Linked DNA regions of Mus musculus: region 2 is linked to region 1. Evidence: chromatin contacts called from public promoter capture Hi-C data. All regions are on one chromosome and are shown on one strand. The core of a region is the stretch at or near the end of the contact, and the rest is flanking DNA. Distances in the headings are between cores, read along the strand shown.

Region 1 (4,442 bases), core at 1,704-4,203:
CAGGAGTGGGAGGTCAGGGTGGGCTTCAAAACAACAAGACAAAAGAGGACTGTAGTGATGGCACACACTTTTAATCCCACACTCTCAAGGCAGAAGAGGTAAATCTGTGAGTTCTAAGCCAGTCTGGTGGTCTACATAAGGAGTTCCAGACCAGCCAGAGCTACATAGTGTAGATAGATCCTGTCTAAAAAAAAAAAAAAGGGCTGGGCAGTGGTGGTACACACCTTTAATCCCAGCACTTGGGAGGCAGAGGCAGGCGGATTTTTTTTTAAAAGATTTATTTATTATTTTATGTAAGTACACTGTAGCTGTCTTCAGACACACCAGAAGAGGGAGTCAGATCTTGTTATGGATGGTTGTGAGCCACCATGTGGTTGCTGGGATTTGAACTCTGGACCTTTGGAAGAGCAGTCAGGTGCTCTTACCCACTGAGCCATCTCACCAGCCTAGCAGGCGGATTTCTGAGTTCCAGGCCAGCCTGGTCCTCAGAGTGAGTTCCAGAACAGTCAGGGCTACACAGAGAAACCCTGTCTCGAAAAAACCAAAAAACAAACAAACAAACAAAACCAACCAACCAAACAAACAAACAAAAAAAAAGAAAGAAAGAGGGAACTGGAAAGATGGCTCAGTGGTTAAAAGCAGACTGCTCCTCCAGAGGTCCTGAGCTTCATTCCCAGTGTTTTAAAGATTTGTTTTGTTTTTTTTTAATTTTTTTTTTTAATGAAACAAGTCTCACTTTCCCTGGTGGGCCCCCAAACCCCTGAGCTGGAGGTTTTTATACTCCCGGCTCCCCAGTACCATGCATCATACCTACCTAGTAGAGGTTGATTAGTCAAGGGGAGGCAATTGCTCCTTCCCAGTGTCCCTTGAAATGCTGACGGCAGCGCACAGTCTGCGGCCTTTATCGCATTAGTCCTAAAATATCTTTGGGTTCCAAAGATGAATGACAAGCTTGATATACCATTGCTTATTCCCTCTTGTTCTTTTTTTTTTTTTTTTTTTTTTTCTAACAGGCTAGAGGCAAGACTAGGGTGCCCAGAGTCCTTGAGGCCTCCATGACCCCTGCCTCTTTGGCTGTCCCAGCCCTCATCAGAACAATGTTCAAATAGAAGGGCTTCAAAATGGCTGCAGCATCACATCCTCTACCCATGAGGGCAAAGCAAGTATTTTATTTGTGGTTCCTAATAAGGCTTCTCCCTCTTCCACTCTTTCTGTACTTCAGGAGTCTGCACCCTGGGAGGCCTCTGGGTGAGCGAGCGTCTGTCTGGGTCAGTGCCTATGGTTATGGTCTTAGGAAAACTTGATATGGTGATCCCAAAGAAGAGGCAGGAGAGAGAGGGCGTAAGTCAGCGTCCTGCCAACTCCCTCATTGCCTCGCCTTCAAATCGAAAGGAGAGCCAGCCTTCCGATTCAGTCAGATCTTGAGCCCCTAGAAATTTGTACAAGTTCACGGCCTTCTTGTTCCAATCCAGAACTGCCAGGCGGAACTGGGAGCAACCCTTATTCAGGGCAACCTGTAGAAGACATACGCTTACTGCACAGGGCTCAAAAACTAATGGCTGGCACACACCTTTAATCCCAGCACCTTTAATTCCTGCAGAGGCAGGCAGACCTCTGAGTTGGAGGCCAGCCTGGTCTACAGAGCAAGTTCTAGGACAATCAGGACTACACAGAGAAACCCTGTCTTGAACAACAAACAATAAAAAGAAAAATCTTTCTCATCCCCCTCATTCAACCTCGACACTCCCACTTACGTGACTGATTGATTGATTGATTGATTGATGGTTTGGCTGACTGGCTGGCTTTCGTTTGGGGGCGGTAACTAGTTTGTAAGCCCCACCCCTTTGCTCACCTCAGCCACCTTTTTGATTATTTTGGTACCAATCCCTTGACCTATAGTGGAGAAAGGGACAGGAAGGACTATTATTTGAGTTGAAAGGGTATCAAAGGAAACTATAATCTGAGGTTGGGGTAATGGGATAGGTCTGAGGACTGTTCATTGGGTCTGTGGGCATTCTGTCCATCCTTAGCCCCAGCCAGTACCCCGATATTGCGGCATCACATAGATGTCTTCCAGATAAACGTTTCGTCCGGTCCATGTGCTATAGATGAAGTAGTACAGCCCATAGCCCACCACAAGGGACCCTGAAAATGAGAGAGAAGAGTGAGGCTTTTGGGAGGAAAAACACGGAGGATAACTGCAGGCTTCCTTACCTTGTGACTCCCCAGGTGCTGGGATAATCTCTGCCACCAAACAGTGAAAGAAAGGGTTCTCTCCAAAGCCATCTGCTCGCAGAGCTATAAAGATTGGAGGTATGACAAAAAAGGCAGAGATGGGCCGGGAAAAACCGGAACTTGGAGTAAAGCCCAGTCCAGTAGTTACGATCTTAGGACTCCATCCTTCCACCCCATCACCCGCCCCCCATCTCAATCAGGACCCAGGTGCACAGCCTCACCCACCTTCTTCACTGATCTTCACCTGATGGGACAGTTTCTCGAACTCTGCCAGTTCCTATAACAGGGGTACCAAAACAACATTAAGGCAGGAAGGTCCTGATCTCTGAGAACAGGGTCCAAAGGTGCACCCTCATTTCTGACTCCCCAACTCCAGCCAAACTGCTCCCAGCCCCCCACCCCCACCCCGCACTGTTTTTCCAAACCGCAGTCTTTACCCGGATCATCCTCATAATGTCTCCACAATCGCTCTCCCTGGCCTCTCGGATTCGCGTGGAAGCCATTCCGAGCCTCACTGTCAAAAATCAAAGATCACAGACAACTCCCACGTTTGCAGAACCGCGGAGGTCTGGTCTCAAAGCTCAGGTCTCAAAGTGCTGGGAGCGAGGGGCAGAAGAAATGCTAGAAGCTTCTAGACAAGATTCTGGCACCAACCGGTCTCAGCTGGGAGGATTAGCCGGCCTGGTGGTCTCTTCTGCCAGAAAAGGCCTTAAATTCTGAGCCCCCTCCGGGCCTCCCTGCAGCCAATCAGCTTGCTGCTTACGACCATTTCCCCACCCCCACCCCCTGGTCCCGCCTCGCCTCGCTGTCCAGTGACTGGACTCTGCGCCGGACTACTTAAGCTTCCTGTTTGTTTGTTTATTTTTTGTATTTTGTATTTTATTTATTTATTTTGGTTTTTCGAGACAGGGTTTCTCTGTGTAGCCTTGGCTATCCAGTCTGTGTCGTACATACCTCAAGCTTAAAAGTCCTCCCCTACCCTGCTTTAGTTAGAGTACACTCCAGTTAGCTGCTTTAGTTTTCACTCTTAGCCGTCTAATCACTGGGGCATCCCCGACCCTGAGGGAGCCCAAGACCCCCGACCGGTTCCTGTAGCTGTCTTTGGTAGTGGAAGCCCTGTGCTATGCCTCTGGCAGCTTTTCCTCCTTCCCTTCTTTGGTTCTAGGCATTAAATCCAGTACTCAGGACATGCTGAAAAAAGCCCTACACTTGATTCCTATAGCTGTTTTGTGGCTCATAATGGTGTCCTCAAAGGGACAGTTGTGTTTTGACGTTTCCTCATTAGGTTCTGTTAACAAATCCCTGTAATTAACAGTAACAGCAGGTCCCTTATTCTTTTTTCTCCTTTATATCTGATAGGGTTTGTTGTTGTTGTTGTTGTTTTGTGGTTTTTTTGTTTGTTTGTTTTTTGTTTTTGAGAGGCTGGCCTCGAACTCAGAAATCCACCTGCCTCTGCCTCCCAAGTGCTAGGATTAAAGGCGTGCGCCACCAAGCCAGGCCTGATAGGGTTTTCAGGGAGTGGAAGATTTTCCTGGATATGTAGCCCAGGCTAGGCTCAAATTTGCTGTGTAGCCAAGGATGATCTAGAACTACTGATTTTCCTGCCTCTACCTCCCCAGTGCTGGGATTATGTATATCACTATATCTGACTTAGCCTCAAACCTTTGATGTTCTGGGCTCAATACCCCTTTGTTCTCCAGTAGCAACTGGGGCTACAATCTTGTGCCACCGTGTCCACCTCTTTTTTTGCTTTGTTTTTGTTTTTGTTTTTTTGAGACAAAGAGTCTCACTCTAACACCCATGCTGGCCTGAAACTCATGATACAGCTGAGGCTCTCCTCAAACTCAAAGCAGCCTCTTATCTCTTACAACTTCTCCAGTGTCAAGTGTTTGGGTTGTCGGTGTGAGCACCACGCCCACTCAGCCTTGAGTTCTTATTTTATTTTCAGTGAGTGAGTGTGCTGTCTGTGCAGTTGTGCTTGCTGGTGCATGCGAATTCTCGGGGAGCAAGAAGTCTAGGTTGAATCTCTTCTTCAGTTACTCTGAGAAAGAGAGAGAGAGAGAGAGAGAGAGAGAGAGAGAAAGAGAGAGAGAGGCCTTCCACCAAGAAGCCTGGAGCTCAGCAGTCAATCCTGCTAGGCAGGCTGGCCTCTGTACCCTCTACTGCTCCATCTTCCCCAGCGCTAGGGTCAAAGGTGTGTGCCACTC
Region 2 (4,429 bases), core at 1,124-3,623, 700 kb before region 1:
AAGAAATGAAAGTTCAGAGTCAGGGTAGGAATTTGAGTTAGTCACCTCCCGAAGACCTCCACCTCTGAGCATCGATGAGGTGGAGAACACAGGAGCTCTTGAGGATCGTTCCATGTCCAGACCCTCGGGCTAACCTTTTGGGGTACTTACCGTGTTATCTCCTCCAAAAAGACTGACACATGTGCCTTCAGCATGCCAAATGCACATAGCAAGGAGAGAGTGTGACATTTCAGTGCCTGCCTGGTAAACTGTATGCCTGCTAAGAACAGTTGTTTGAGGCTGGGGAAGAGGGCCACAGGAGGCCCTACATTTCAACCCTCAAGACCCACAAAGTAAGCTAGGCATGGCTTTGAGTGCCTGTGACCCCAGCACACGCAGGGAGTAGCGATGAGCAGGTCCTGAGATCTCACTGGCCAGTCAGCCTAGACAGAATGGTGAACTCCTGGGCCAGTGAGAGGCTTTGTCTCAAGGAAATAAGGTAGGGATCAATAGAGAAAGATACTCCCAAAAGTTCTTCTCTGGTCTACACACACACACACACACACACACACACACACACACCCCATGAGAAAGAACACAGGACTCTGGAGCCTGTCATGGAAAAACTGCAATTCCGGGCAGCCTGGGCTAAATGGAGTATAATGAGAACATGTATCAATGGGGGGATACGTGAACTATGATTATTGTAAAATTGTGCAACCCATAAACAAATATTAGCACTGGGATGGTAGCATAGCTATATTTTTAAAATTAGAATCAAATAGAATATTCTCTGACTATATAAGCAAGATGCATTTAAAAAGCCCTGCCATGATACTGATGCGAAGTAGCCAAGATAACTGTTTAAAAAATAAAAAGCCAGGCATGGTGGCACAAGCCTTTAATTCCAGCACCCAGGGGCAGAGGCAGAGGCAGAGGCAGAGGCAGAGGCAGAGGCAGAGGCAGAGGCAGAGGCAGAGGCAGAGGCAGAGGCAGAGGCAGAGGCAGAGGCAGAGGCAGAGGCAGAGGCAGAGGCAGAGGCAGATGGATCTCTCTGAGTTCAAGACCAGCCTGGTCTACAGAGTGAGTTCCAGGACAACCAGGGCTGTCTCAGCTCTCCTGGGAAGGGCGAGTGCAGGACCACAACTGGGCTCACAGAGACCTGGGGACCTGGGACTCTGCAGGGGTCCTGGAGTGAAAGGAACACAAGAAAGGGGTTGGGCCTGTCTCCAAAAACAAACAACAAGAAAGGCTGAGGGAAAACTGGTAAAGAACTAGACAAGTTGCATTTAGTGTTTGTTCTGCAAGATCCTTCAAGCACCCGCTCCACTATAAACTAATGGCAAGTCCGTGTCCTCCCCCCCCCCCCCCCCCCGTTTGTCTGAGAAAGTACATCTATACTTTTAGATTCAGGTCTCAGTCGCATGTTTTTTTGTTTTGTTTTGTTTTGTTTTGTTGTTTTTGTTTTTGTTTTTGTTTTTTTCGAGACAGGGTTTCTCTGTGAAGCCCTGGCTATCCTGGCACTCACTTTGTAGACCAGGCTGGCCTCGAACTCAGAAATCCGCCTGCCTCTGCCTCCCGAGTGCTGGGATTAAAGGCGTGCACCACGCCCGGCTCTCAGCCGCATGTTTTGACGGACTCTTCGACCACGAGGCAAGGGATCAGTTAGTTAAGTAGTTAGCTCTTAAGCAAAATCCATTGTGGATTCAGGGACTTTTGTCCACAGGAGCACAGGAGCACCTGGACAGAGGCAGGAGTGTCACAGGACAGAGAGGTATACCCCTGTACTCGCTCTGAGGAGGAAGGGGGGCCGAACTCTGGGAGATGTGGTGGGAAGACTTAGTCCTGAAGAGAGTCCTCTCTCCTGTTCCTTTCCCTGTCCCCTTCCCTGCAGTTTGTCCACAGTATGGGTGCTCAGCCTAAAGCTTTGTCTTCAAAGATCAGGTTTCAGGGAGGTCCAATGGAAACTTCCAGACTATAGGGAAATTCCAAACTCCCTCCTCGGGCTCTCCAGTTTGAACAATGAACACCTCTACTGCACCTGTCCTCAACAAAAACAACAACAAAACTCTTTGGTCCTTGCCAAGATGCTAAGCTCACTTCCACGGAAAAGCGCGCCCCACCCAAAGCCTTTCTACTGCTGTCATCACTGCCTGCTGCGCTTTTTTTTTCCACTAAAATTGGGTGGGCGTGAGACTTAGCTAGCTGATGTGCTTAGCTCAGGGCTGGGCATGAAGCCCTTGCCAAGAAAACAAGGTAGGGATGCATTTTTGGAAACTGCTGGCAAACCATCTAGAGACAGTGAAGGTGAGAATCAGATACCTGCTCCTTAGTTGGGGAGGGACCTGAGTGGGCGGGGGCAATTCAAATACACCAAACTCTGGTCTAGGTGTGACTCTCTGGAGGCAGCCTCTCAGATCCTCTTAAGAGCAGTTTCCCCCCAGGTCCCTCTAGAGGATCAGCCGAGATGGTCAAGTACAAGATCCTCGTAGCCACTGGAGACTCGGTTTTTGCGGGCTCCGCCAACCTGGTGCATCTGTGGCTGGTGGGCGAGCATGGAGAGGCGGACCTTGGGAAGCAGCTGCGGCCACTGCTGGGAAGGGTGAGTGCCGGCCACTACGTGGGGCTCTCGCGGAGAACCGGGGATCTGAGACTCTGCAGGGGTTCTGGGAACTGTGGGGAGGGGAGGAAGCCTGATCCCAGAGAACCACTGAGAAGGTGATCCGGGAGTGATAGCAGGCGCAGGTGGGCTGGCTGCGAGAAAAGGGGACAGAGAAAGGAATAGGAGAGAGGGGCTGGGCAGAAAGAGGGGGCGGGGATGAGACAACACTGGGGAGCGCTGCAGGTGCACAGAGGAGCCTGGAGCCCAGCAGAGCGCCCCGCTCCTTCCTCGACGCCACTCGGTTCAGGTCTCTTTCCTTGAGTGCTTCTTAGAAGGGCAATTGGAGCCAAAGCCAAGCTTCTCCGAGGGCTCACTGACACTGCTGCCCACACGGAGGACCCCAGACTTGCTTAGGAGCTGTGTCCTATCCCACAGAAGACAGAGCTGGAGGTCGACGTCCCCTTGCATCTAGGGCGCCTCCTGGCGGTGAAGCTGCGCAAACAGAAAGGCCTATTGGATTCTGACTGGTTCTGCAAGAGCATCACTGTGCAGGGCCCTGGGACCCAAGGAGAAGCCTTTTTCCCCTGCTACAGTTGGGTGCAGGGCAAGGAGACTATCTGCCTAACCGAGGGCACTGGTGAGGACTCTGGCGGTGCCGCTGAAGGATGCAGGAGGTCGTTGGGCTTGTTATGAAATAAATTACAGAAAAGATTAGAGATAGAGGGGAGCGGGGGAGACGAGAAAGGATGAGATGGAGGGCACAGAGCGGTGCCCTAAGAGGACACACTTTTGTGTCTGCTTCTTCCAGCCCTGAAGGTAACTGATGACACTCAGAACCTGTTTAGGAAGTATCGAGAGCAGGAGCTGGAGAACAGAAGGAATGTGTATCGGTGAGTTCAAGAAAACTGTCGATCGCCCTCTAGAGCCTCCAAACCCACTGTCTCACGTAAGGCTCCGTATCTGTTCCCCAGGTGGGGCTCCTGGAAGGAGGGATTAATCCTGCCTATAGCAGGGAGTACTGAACGGGACCTCCCCCGGAACCAGAGATTCATGAAGGATAAGGATTTAGATTTTTCCCTCTCTCTGGTCAAAGAGTGAGTACTTGGTTGAGTTTGCGCAGTTTCGCCTTAAGCTGTAAGGTGGGCTCTTTCTTGATCTTCTTGCACGGTGTTCTTTGCACAGGTTGAAGAACTTTGCTATTAAGGGGACTCTAGATTTTGTAAGTCGTGTACAAAAGCTGGAAGATTACCAGAAAGTATTCCCACATACAAAGACTGCTCTGCCTGGTCAGTGACCACAATTTCCTAAAGTCTCTTTAATCAGAATTCCAACCCAGCTATCCGAGAGAACTGGGGAGAGAGGGCAGGAGATGATGGGTTGGCTGGAGGGCACGTTTAGAGCTCACACTGTGTTCTCAACGGATGTCTTCAGAGCGGGTCCGTGGTTCCTGGAAGGAAGATGCTCTCTTTGGGTACCAGTTCCTCAACGGTGCAAACCCCATGCTCCTGAGGCGGTCCATGCGCCTTCCAGCCCGGCTGGTCCTGCCTCCAGGGATGGAAGACGTACAGACCCAGCTGGAGAAGGAGCTCAAGGTGCTGAGCTGCCTCTGTTTAGCTTATGCACCCAACCCCATCCCCATGGTTCTGACCGATTTCTTTCCCTTTCCTTGCTTCCTTCCCCCCCACCTCTCCTTGTGTGACTCCATCATCAATACCCTCCTTTATCTGCATTTAGGATTTCTTTTCTTAGATCATTTTTTAAGGTTAGCATACAAAATGGTGACAGGTTTCATCATCACTTGGAGTTTCTCAACTTTGGAGCTATGCCATGGTTGTGACCTATATAATT

Evidence for each region. Promoter capture Hi-C pulls out the DNA fragments that hold promoters and counts their contacts.
Region 2: a promoter capture Hi-C map of liver shows a contact between it and region 1, with 2.1 times the contacts expected there. The contact joins the promoter of Alox12e here to the promoter of Sat2 in region 1. A contact is called at or near these places in 2 of 39 promoter capture datasets (both in liver).

What each region holds. Positions count from the first base shown.
Region 1 is chr11:69,620,563-69,625,004 of GRCm38.p6, reverse strand. It overlaps Sat2 (spermidine/spermine N1-acetyl transferase 2), which reads right to left and starts at 2,953. Exons shown (of 6, transcript NM_026991.3): 1 at 2,673-2,953; 2 at 2,461-2,512; 3 at 2,215-2,298; 4 at 2,044-2,145; 5 at 1,853-1,893; 6 at 1,127-1,514. The coding sequence starts at 2,738. The coding sequence ends at 1,347.
Region 2 is chr11:70,320,474-70,324,902 of GRCm38.p6, reverse strand. It overlaps Alox12e (arachidonate lipoxygenase, epidermal), which reads left to right and starts at 2,373. Exons shown (of 14, transcript NM_145684.2): 1 at 2,373-2,581; 2 at 3,017-3,218; 3 at 3,390-3,471; 4 at 3,553-3,675; 5 at 3,764-3,867; 6 at 4,013-4,173. The coding sequence starts at 2,447.